Linked DNA regions of Hordeum vulgare: region 1 is linked to region 2. Evidence: chromatin contacts called from public Hi-C data. All regions are on one chromosome and are shown on one strand. Each heading gives the region's core, a stretch centred on a gene start, on an enhancer-like site or on the middle of the called end of the contact. The rest is flanking DNA. Distances are from core to core; before and after follow the strand shown.

The links. Hi-C and Micro-C count contacts between places; a contact is called where the count stands out from the background.
Region 1: a contact with region 2 is called in a Hi-C map of leaf, with 2.7 times the contacts expected there. The contact joins the promoter of LOC123429112 here to the enhancer-like site in region 2. A contact is called at or near these places in 2 of 6 Hi-C or Micro-C datasets (leaf and seedling).

Annotation. Positions count from the first base shown.
Region 1 is chr1H:221,175,423-221,181,490 of MorexV3_pseudomolecules_assembly, reverse strand. LOC123429112 (F-box/kelch-repeat protein At1g55270-like) reads right to left here and starts at 2,786. Exons shown (of 2, transcript XM_045113181.1): 1 at 2,584-2,786. The coding sequence starts at 2,733.
Region 2 is chr1H:221,036,850-221,042,861 of MorexV3_pseudomolecules_assembly, reverse strand. No RefSeq gene overlaps it. Among protein-coding and RNA genes, the nearest start is that of LOC123429112, 140 kb to the left of the region's middle. Within about 2 kb of position 2,366, at least 3 of the 3 cell types and tissues checked have open chromatin away from gene starts, as enhancers often do. A contact at or near this core is called in leaf and seedling, where this site is marked.

The DNA.
Region 1 (6,068 bases), core at 1,537-4,036, 140 kb before region 2:
CACTGGAGTAAAATGGGTGTTCCGCGTTAAAAGGGACTCAGCCGGAGAGATCGTGAAGTACAAAGCTCGCCTCGTCGCGAAGGGTTTTGTGCAGAAGCCTGGAATCGACTTCGACGAGGTGTTTGCTCCAGTGGCTCGCCTGGAGTCAGTGAGCGTGCTGCTCGCACTTGCAGCGCACGAGGGATGGCCGATACATCATATGGATGTCAAATCGACTTTCCTCAATGGCGAGCTGAAGGAGGAAGTCTACGTCGAACAGCCTCCGGGTTTCGTCGCCGTCGATCGCGAGCACAAGGTACTGAAGTTAAGCAAGGCACTGTACGGCCTCCACCAGGCACCCCGCGCTTGGAACGCCAAGCTCGACACTACACTCATCGACATGGGCTTCCGCCGCTGCAACTCCGAGCACGCTGTCTATGCACGCGGGTTGAGCTGAAGGAGGAAGTCTACGTCGAACAGCCTCCGGGTTTCGTCGTCGTCGATCGCGAGCACAAGGTACTGAAGTTAAGCAAGGCACTGTACAGCCTCCACCAGGCACCCCGCGCTTGGAACGCCAAGCTCGACACTACACTCGTCGACATGGGCTTCCGCCGCTACAACTCCGAGCACGCTGTCTATGCACACGGGTTAGGCCATGAACTCCTTCTTCTGGGGGTGTATGTGGATGACCTGGTGATCACCGGCGCAGACGCCGCGGAGATTAACAGCTTCAAGACAGCAATGCAAGCCAAGTTTCGGATGAGCGATCTTGGATTGCTCTCCTACTACCTGGGCCTTGAGGTACGCCAGGACGCTGATGGTGTGACCATTGCGCAGAGCGCGTACGCCCAGAAGATCATTGAGAAGGCGGGGCTTACAGGATGCAACCCACGTGAGACTCCCATGGAAGCTTGTCTGAAGCTGAGCAAAACAAGCACGGCGGCTCCCACTGACGCAACGGAGTACAGGAGCCTCATGGGGACGCTGCGCTACCTCACTCATTCCCGGCCCGACATCACCTTCGCCGTGGGGTACGTGAGCCGGTTCATGGAAGCTCCTACGATCGAGCATCTGACTGCAGTTCAGCACATCATCAAGTATGTGGCCGGCACCCGTGATCTGGGGTGTCACTTTCCCCGTCGGCGAGCCAATGGAGCCAGGCTCGTCGGGTAAAGTGACAGTTACATGGCGGGCGACATTGACGACCGCAAGAGCACATCGGGAGGGATCTTCTTCCTCGGTGATAGCCCTGTCAGCTAGCTGTCACAGAAACAGAAGGTGGTCGCTCTGTCATCGTGTGAGGCTGAGTTCATTGCAGCCACAAGAGCAGCTTGCTAGGCAGTGTGGGTGGCAGATCACGGGAGAAAAGCTTCAGGTGCCGCTGCTTCTGGTGGATAACAAATCTGCCATAGCTCTCTGCAAGAACCCGGTGTTTCATGACAGGAGTAAGCACATTGATGTGCGCTACCACTTCATAAGAGAGTGTGTAGAAGAAGAGAAGATGACTGTCGACTTCATCAGAACTGAAGATCAACTGGCTGACATTCTGACAAAGCCCTTGGGGCACATCAGCTTTCATCAGCTACGTGACAAGATCGGGATGAAGAAAATAAAGTAGGCAGACTAGGTTTTAGGGGGTGATTGTTGAATAAACCTTGTCTGCAATAGTGCAGTAGTTCAGTTTCGTCAGTGCAAACTAGTGTCGATTTATTCAGTTTTCGTCAGTAGGTTCAGGTGGAGTCTGTCAACAAGATTAGCTCGAGTTTGTTAGCGTCAGGAGCGAGTCCGACGCCCCCCCTGATCGCTTGTGGGATGGCACGAGCACCACGATCGGTGGTGGCTCATAGTTAGGGGGCCATGAGCCCGTTTCCTTTGGAGTATCAGATATAAACTCGGGAATAAAGCAACAGAAAAGCTGCAAGTTTTCAGCAGCACAAACTCTCTGTTCTTCGTCTTCCTCTGTCGAGCGCGAGAATTAGCAGTAGAGAGTGTTGAGATTTGCCAACAGGGCTCATGTTTGCCAAAAAAAAGGAGAAAAAAATCAGAAGATGCCGTTTGGAACAAAGAATGGTCACCAAGGTTCCTCGAAATTCGTATGGAATGAGGCAATCCATGGGAATTTTGGAGGAAAACAAACATGGGGTCTTACCTCATGTTTCTCCTCCTTATGTCTAGAATTCTCTGTTTTTTTCCATTTGTGATATCCCAATGGCAGTGTTGGACTATTCCTGTGTTTTAGATTCCTGTACATCTTAATTTCTGTGTTTTTCCTATTCCTATGTTCGAGTTCCTGTATATAAAAAGGGGCCTTATTGTTTCCACGGAATCACATAGCTCTATTATGATGTAAAACCACACATGACCTCGCAGTCCAAAGCCCAAAGCACAGATCCACGCCCCCGCAGCCACAACCGAATCAGCAGAAAAATACCCCAGTTTGCAGTATGAAACACAAACATCCATCCCTGAGCTAAAACACCTCGTCACTGCACCCAAAGTGCAACTTCAGCACAAGAAAAAACCCACCATTCCCCGGGTAAATTTGACATCAAAACGCGCGCTTCGAGCGAGGAACAAAACGTATAAGAGAAGGCGGCGCCTCACCAGCGGCGCGCGGACGCGGACCCCAGCGCCGACCGGCGGCGGGGCAGCTCTGGAGGCTGAATCCATGTCGGGCGGACGAATCCACGCGGCTTTCGGCTCGGTGTCGGGGGTGGACGAGAGGCTCGCGGTCGCCGGGAGTGGGGAACACATAGACCAGGAGCCCGTCAGCTGCTTCTGGTTAGACCCAAAAAGAAAAGAAAATGACACATCTAAGTCCTTACACGGATTCGTACTTACAAAGAAAATTTTCGTGTAAAATCAATGACATACAGTACGTACTTACTTCCTCCGATGCATTAGTCATCTTACGAAAATTAAATAATCCCAAAACACTAAGGTACATTACTAGAGTAGTACTAGTTGCATGTATATTAATTAGACCACATCTATTAATTGAAGGATCAATGCATGCAATTTATGCGGCACACTTTTTGAATTTTAAAAGGTATTCTAATTAATAGCACGTTTTCAGTTGAGAAAGGAATGGTGTGATTGGCTTCCTCTGTAATTTAATTTTCTTCTCCTACCTAATCTATGCGTGCCTAGGTTGCAGTGCACCTTCTAAAATGTCTAATACACCGAGACAGAGGGAGTAGCATACGACACATCTAGACGAAAATTGCTTCTGAGGACCGAACTCCATGCAGGCCTTCTTTTACATAATTCATTCATATTTTTAACATTTCAAAATATTTACAATATTATATATAGGCGTAATGTACATAACTCTAAATTTTTAAAAGGAAAACATTGAAATGAGGATGACGTAAAAAGATAAATCTGAACTTTTCAACACATGAGACTATTCATCTTTGAAGCTCAAAAATTTGTATTTTTTGTACAGATACATTTTAAGAAATTTCATCATGATTTGTAGACTTCTGTGTATACTTGCATATTTTTTGGACTTTTTAAATCGGAAATTTTGAATTTTGAACTTTTTAAAATAAAAGGCTTTATGGAGACTGGTCATCGAGAAGTCATATTCACATTTGGATGTGCTCTAAGGGCATCTCCAACGTTGAGGTGCAAATTTCTTCATGCATCAGTTTGCTCTCTATAGACTAGTCTCTTGACACGAACACGAAAGGAGATCCATCGCTACCTCCATACATTTCAAGTCAGCTTTAGACAAACAGATGAATTCATCAAAATCCGACGAAATACATCAAAATTTGGATAGAAAATAATACAAATCATCCATAGATAGCAGCAAATAAGTCTAGCACAACAATAGTTGAAATTCAACAAGATTAATCGGATGTTCAACAAGTTTTTCATGAACGGCTCATGTCGTCCTACACATATTATCCCTTTAGTTTCATCAACTAGTGTATGTACGCTAAATTATTGTCCCTCAATCATGTGGTACATCACGACAGCACATACGGCCTACACAATGTGTAGAGCAACAGTGAGTGAATGAATGATTTAGTCAACAGGTTGAGTAAGAAGACACAAAACTTGCGCTCTCCTCTACTATCGCGCGCAATGGCCACCTTGCCTACAGCCGAGTAACCCCGTCAACACACTTGGTGAGTGTGGTCCGATGGCGTATCATCGATATGATAATTACTTCATATTGCATCGTTGAATGATGTGCATGTCATAGGACGCAATGTGCTTTCGTGTGTGAATCGAATCATGCATGCGCTGCCATAAGATCCTCCTTCTCATCCAGTCTATGAACTCTGGGAATATGGCCAACCAAACATTGCACAACAACTAATACTCTCTTATCGAGTAACCCGCCATTCTTCGAAGTCTAAAAAACCGATATGTCATTGAAAAATAACGTCAATAACATTTGACCGAACAACTGGCGGGTGCAAAAGGCGAGCGGGCACGTCAATGCTGGTTACGGATGTACGGTAATGCCTATGTGGTGACCGGATAGGTACAACGACAACGTCGAAGGAGGAGGAAGTAAGGGGGAGTAGGGTGGATTGGAAGTCGGTAGGAGGATTTTAGTGAGCTAGGGGTTCTGAGTCCTGCGTGGTTGCTCTCCGGACTTACACAAAAACCCCTCCACCTTGCTTACAATTTAAACCAATAAGGTTCCTAGCTAACTCGATCGTCTAGAGCTCCCTCGTGCGCAATTGTTACGAACCGTCCGATCCAGTGCCCTGGCTCATTCGGGTCATTGGATCTTCATCTTGCAGTTAAATCAATTTCACCCTACGGTTGTTTTTCCTAGCCAACGACCGATGGGCTCGTCTCGTGCTTGCATTGGCTGGGTGAGCCGAGCAAGCGTGCAAATAATTTGCCAATCCGCTCCGCTCCGCGTGCGCCGCACCCAATCCCGTCCTTGCTCGTTTCGTTCCACAACGAGCAACCAATGCACCCCTTTCTCCACGCTCTCCACAACCGCTTGGCCCCTCCCTCCCCATCCTCCTGCATCTCTTCCTTCCTCCCTCGTCGGCCACTGTCGTCTCCACTCCACCTCCCTCGTCTTGGATCAGACGCGGATCATGGAGCAGCGAGGCATGAGCTATAGGAGTTGCACGCATTGTGGGATGGAGGAGCGGTCGATGTCGTTGGAAATATGCCCTAGAGGCAATAATAAATTGGTTATTATTATATTTCCTTGTTCGTGATAATTATCTATTATTCATGCTATAATTGTATTAACCGTAAACCATAATACATGTGTAAATATATAGATCACAATGTGTCCCTAGTGAGCCTCTAGTTGGCTAGCTCGTTGATCAATAGACGATCATGGTTTCCTGATCATGGACATTGGATGTCATTGATAATGGGATCACATCATTGGGGAATGATGTGATGGACTAGACCCAATCCTAAGCATAGCACTAGATCGTGTTGTTCGTCTGCTAAAGCTTTTGTGATGTCAAGTATCATTTCCTTAGACCATGAGATTGTGCAACTCCCAGATACCGTAGGAGTGCTTTGGGTGTATCAAACGTCACAACATAACTAGGTGATTATAAAGGTGCACTACAGGTATTTCCGAAAGTGCGTGTTGGGTTGTACGAATCGAGACTCGGATTTGTCACTGTGTGACGGAGAGGCATCTCTGGGCCCACTCGGTAATCCATCATCATACTGAGCTCAATGTGACTAAGGAGTTAGCCACGGGATGATGTGTTACGGAACGAGTAAAGAGACTTGCCGGTAACGAGATTGAACAAGGTATAGGGATACCGACGATCGAATCTCGGGCAAGTATCATACCGGTAGACAAAGGGAATTCCATACGGGATTGATCGAATCCCCGTCATCGTGGTTCATCCGATGAGATCATCGTGGAACATGTGGGAGCCAACATGGATATCCAGACCCCGTTGTTGGTTATTGACCGGAGAGGTGTCTCAGTCATGTATGCATGGTTCCCGAACACGTAGGGTCTACACACTTAAGGTTCGATGACGCTAGGGTTATATGGGAATAGTGTACGTGGTTACCGAAGGTTGTTCGGAGTCCCGGATGAGATCCCGGACTCACGTGGAGTGTCGGAATGG
Region 2 (6,012 bases), core at 1,117-3,616:
GATTTTTTCAAATCTTTCATATACTCAATTAATCAATCTCCACAAAATTTGAGCTTTATCTAGTAATCCATGTGAGCTCATCATACAAACTTTTATTTTGATCATATTTTCTGTTTGTGAAGCAACTATACTTTATATTGCTTAATTATTTTTGAAACTTTACGAGGGAATGTTTCTACATATATGATCCACTAAATTTCAGCTCATTTCATTTAGCCAATTGCTCTAAATAAGTTTTTCAAGTTTCTGTATATAGAAGAGCATTGTGAAGTAAGTACCACTTTAGCATGTCTAAATGGTATCAAATGTTTACAGTGCTTTCCTATGCCCAAATTACTATCTTCCACCAAATTTCACCTCAATGCATTAATTTACTTGAGCCCAGCTTCAAGTTCCATATTTCTGTCCAATGTGGTACTTTGCAAAGGAAGTGCCACCTAGGCTCCTCCATTTGAGTTGAAAATTTGCCAAGACAGTCTACTTAGTATATCATCATCCTCATCCAAAAATTAGGGCCATTGACCATGTGCATTCCCCCCCACTAATCAAACACTTGGCTGATAATTCATTGTTGAGCTTAGTTCAGTCTCCTCGTGAGATTATTCTGTTATATTATTCTTCCTAACACCTATCGAGGGAGTGAACAACCCACTAGACATGCCTAGGTCACCTAGAATGTGTGGCAATGCAACGGTCATGCGATGACCACGCGGTTGGCATGCTAGTCTGCGCGCTCTGGAGTTGGGGCCCTCGACCACCTTACAAACCACGACGTCTCTCCACCACACCATGTATATATGAGGAAATGGATACTTGTGTAGCTAAAATGATTTAAAAAAAAATTAAGAGCAAACTATGAGTGAGCTGTAGTTCAAATTTGATCCTCTTCCAACGGAATCAGTGGAATTTGTCTTTTTCACGAGAGGTGGTTCAAATATTTTGACACCCAACCATTTGGTCAATTATACATTAAATATGTCCTACTATTTTACAAAATTTAATTGGTTTCATTTTTCAACAAATATATGGTAGGTCATTCACAAAAACTCATTTTGGCCACTAGAAAAATGGAAAATGATATTTTCGTCCAAAGAAAATGAAATATTTCTTAGGCAACATTGTTTTCCATTCCAAGATGCACCATTTTGCAATATATTATATCATTTGAACAAACTATGGCATGAATGTTGCCATAAGAGTGGTCATTTGCCTTGAAAGTCAAGGATCTTCATACATGATAGCTCATTTCTGAGAACACTTTTTAAGACAATTATTTTAGTCCAATATTGTTATTTTTTTGGATACTGGGTCACATATAATGAGACAATGCGAAGGTTTTCAATTTTTCTGATTTTTTTGAATTTTTTATGCCGGTTTCAAAATGCAGCCAAGTTTGCGGGTATGACAATTCTTATCTAGGGGTGTAATATTGTGAAAATTATCTTGTTTATATGATGAAATAGATATTTGTGTACCTAAATTTTTTTTTGGAAAAAATAAAGAGCAAACTATGATGCTACTACAGTTCAAATTTGACCCGCTTCTAGCTGAATCGACATAAATTTATCTTTTTCACGAGAGGTGGTTCAAATCTTTTCACACCCAACAATTTGGCGAATTGTACATTAAATATGTCCTAGTATTTTATAAAATTTATTCGATCCAATTTTTCAACAAATATATGGTACATCCTTCACAAAAAACTCATTTTGACCACTCGAAAAATGGAAAATGAATTTTTTGTCCAAAAAAAATTAAAAACTTTCTTAGACAACATTGTTTTACATTCCAAGATGCACCCTTTTGAAAATATGATATCATTTGAACATTATATATTTACAAATAGATTAAATATTAGTATAAAATAAAATTGATTTGAGTAATTTTGTTATAATCAAGGTGTGACTCATTGTTAATAGACAAGATGTGACTCATTGTTACTTTGTGATCGTAACATTGTATTGTTGGTATTGAAATTCAATCAACATAACATATTTTCGAGTAGATTAAATATTAGTATAAAATAAAATTGATTTGAGTAATTGTATTATCAAAATACATAAATATTATTGAAGTTTCACTCTCTATATGCATATGCTTGTGAAAATTACCAAAAGTTGGATTTTTGTAGTTTTAATAACTCTGGGTGTTGTAGCAAGATTTACTAGTATAATTTTGTTATCACTCTGAGTGGGCGAGCAATCTGGATTTCAATTCCCGCCATGAGCTCCCTCATGTTTTTCTTTATTTTTTATCCCACCGGCACATACCAAGTAAAAAAGAAGTCTGATATAACCCCACAGCATAACGTAGCAGCCGAACAAACACCAGGTCGTCTCCCCTATCCTCACCTCCGCCGCCACGAGGCCCAGTCATCTCCTCTATCGCATCCTCATCGCCGCCACCACTACCTGTCGTCTCCTCCAACCACTGCCTCTGTGTGATGCATCGCCTCGGCTGCCTACCTCACCTCATGCTCGTCACTGCTGCTATCCTCTCCCTCTCCATGCGAACGCTCCCTGATCCGGTCGATTTCGTTCTTCCAGATCTACCAACGGATACCATCGTGAATCCATGATCCCCTTGTTCTGCTCCTCACTCCTCTCCAGCCAAATCCGACGTACGCGTCTTCTAACGGCCATGGGCGACCGTCTTTCGTGGCTAGGGTTTTGGCCGCCGCATAGCCGGCGTGGCTCCGGCGACTCAGGTAAGTACCTCCACTCCCGCTCGTCACATTTATCCCTCTCTTGTTCACCACATGCCCTCTCCCTTTGAGGTCCAGTAAGACGCAGCACCATCGACTGCTAGGGTTTCTCCTTCAATGTTGCCGCCACAACCCGCCTGATCAGGAGTCCCTCTTCCCGTCTGCCCAGTGGATTTAGATATGCCTCGCCTGTGAAGCATCCCGTCCAGATATTCCCCACCCATCGCCGAGTGCATGGAAATCTTCTCGTCCTACTTTTACTCCCCTCCTCCATCGAGGTACCTCTGTCCTCCCTTTCTCGCAAATTTTCTTGCTGCATAGATCCATTTAACACTTATTTTTATGTTCCTCTACATTCCTTGCTGCATAAATTTGATGTTCTATTTTGAATCTAAGATGTAAGCAAAATGTAACTTGGAACCACTGATCCTAGACGTCCCTTAGAAATTGTTGTAAAACAATGTTTTTCCATGTTTATGCAAAAGTTTCAGTTCTGTCACACTTATTATTTGATCTACAGGTTGCTAGTATATACCTTCCCGGTTCTTATAATTTCCATAAACACTTGCATCACATTCTATGAATAACTAATGTGAATAAAACTGTACAAGTGTTGGTTGTCCATACTTCCGAGTTGCTTGGCCTCCATACTACTACTAGGTGCTGATGGCTTAACATGTTTTTGTTTTTAGGGAGGGAGATCAAGAGGATGCGCTGACCCTGGAGGAGCTGTCCAAGCACAACACCAAGGACGACTGTTGTCTCATCATTGCCGGTAAGGTATATTCACACATCTTCTCCCCGTTGGCCCTCTTGATTGTTTTCTTGCACTATTGTTATGCCAAGAATCCGTTTTCTTTCTTTCTGTATGAGGATCACGATACTGGTTCATTGCAACACAACATGCCCTGGTCGATTTACCAAAGCATTTGGAAAAGCAATTGATACATATTCATTACGTGCTGGCCTGGTAGTGATTACACCACACAGCTGACAGATATGCCCAGTATCGCATGACTGCTACTTGAGCTTTTGGTTATGTTGAAGAATCGGTTTGGTTTAGTACATATCTAGTGGAACCTGGGGTTCGGGAGATTACACTTCCATTTACTTTTAGACTCCTCGTCAGACAAATAAATTTTGAGTACGCCACTTCTAGACTTTCACCAAGTATATACAAAGCCAGAACACTTTTAGCGCGTGTGTGTAACTTTCTGATGGTCATCAGAAACTACTCTTTCACCCTCTTAACAATCACATTTGTTAACTTGGGTTCTAGTTCTCCATCTGAATTCTCGTTATAACTCTCGATCTTTTGTCATAGATTTTTTTATATGTGTTATGCATCCAAAAATTTCTGCCTTGCAGTAACAACACTTAGGAAAAAACTCATTTTATATTTAGAAAAGGCTTGAACAAGAAATAAAGAATTAATAGTCATGCATGCAGTTTTTATCAAAGTAAGCATTCCATTTCTTTTCTTCTTCCGAATAAAAAAATGGTACAGGTTTTGCTGATGTTAAGTCCACAAGTTCATTTTTTATATAGTTATTAGTAAGCCTTCTAAATAGATGCCATTTTAGTTCATCGAAAAGCAAACTGGAAAACTTTTTTTAAATCACTCTAGATGACAGAATAATCTCAATCACTTTTAGATATAAATGGGCACATGTTTATTCATAACAATATATATATATATACATACATGGATATAAAAAGGCCAGCAAAGCTTTGCGTGTGACGGACAAACATTCCTAATTGCATATGGCCTAATGATACACGTCCAATTTATCAATTGCTACCATGCAAACATGCGATACGAACTTGGTTGTGTGTTCGATCGATCAAAATACATAGCAGGAGTAAAACAACAATTACTCCTTTGCAATTATTGCTGCTTCTGATGAGATAATATACAATGCATGTTATAATTTTGATTGCACCACGCCATGCATTATAGGCTTGGTTGTACTGCACCGTGGTGGTTGATCTGTTATCATTCACTTGTTAATTAGTGCACACGACTTTGTCATGGATTGTGTTAGCTTGTAAATGAGTTTTCATATAAGCTCATGTGAGCCAGGTGTACACGCATATATACCTTCTCGTGTCCTCACCGGTCGTGCAAGCTCATATATTTCGTCTATATTGTACTATATATATAATTGGATTTAGTATTTAGCTTCACCATGTTAACTTTGAATAAATTTGGAGTTATATCTGAAGATATCTATGCCTTAAAAGACTTTCGGCAAGCATGAAAGCATATGGCTTCTATCTTGTCTGCACTTGCATGTTATCCTATGTAACATACCTGGGGCTAAATTATCCCTTTTACTATAGTATATGATGTTCAATGTTCAATGTTTGTATCATGGCTTCTATTGAAATTTTAGTGTTCAGTAAATGGTACATGCCTTTTACTATAGTATATAATGTTTGTATGCAAGTGTGTAATTGTCATGAAGTGCTAAATATTTTATTGTTGTCTAAAATATCTTGATAAGAGTCACCGCTAGGATGTTTGTTCCTTTTTCTGGTTGTCGTATGTTTAAATTTTATTGTTTAAATAAGATCAAGTGATTTTTGAAGAACAAATATTTAGCTTTGAGTTAGTCTTTGCTTAAGAATTAAGAAATTTGATGTATTTAAAAGTTCTAGCAGAACTTGCAAGCTTGCTACTCCTCTGTTCCTAAGTATAAGACGTTATAGGAGTTCAAAATTGAACTGTCAAAACATATTATATTTAGGAACAGAGGGAGTACAAATGAATGAAACATCTTTTTACCTTGTGTTTTGACTCCATGCTCAATGATCTAATTTATTCTCTTTGAATTTGCACATGTTTTGCAACAGTCACTAGTTGCCAAGAAGCATAATATTCGAGGAAGAAACTTACCGATTAAACTGATGACATGTTTGGCCGCATGGGAAATTGCTAGTAGTTTGTGCTAGCTGAACTGCTATTGTGTGTAGTTTGTATGATTGTTAGTTTTATTTTGTAAAATGTCCGTGTTCTGGTTTGTAACATCGCGATGACATGTTTGGCCGCATGGGAAATTGCTAGTAGTTTGTGCTAGCTGAACTGCTATTGTGTGTAGTTTGTATGATTGTTAGTTTTATTTTGTAAAATGTCCGTGTTCTGGTTTGTAACATCGCTGTAACGTGTATATATGATGGGTGGTAATATGATTTGTTGCTCTCTTAATGGAAACGAGTAGAGTTGTTATTGATTTACATGGGAAATGGGACATGTGCGGTGTGCTCAACTGCCATGAGAATTTTGGCTTGGTGAGGATGTGCCTAAA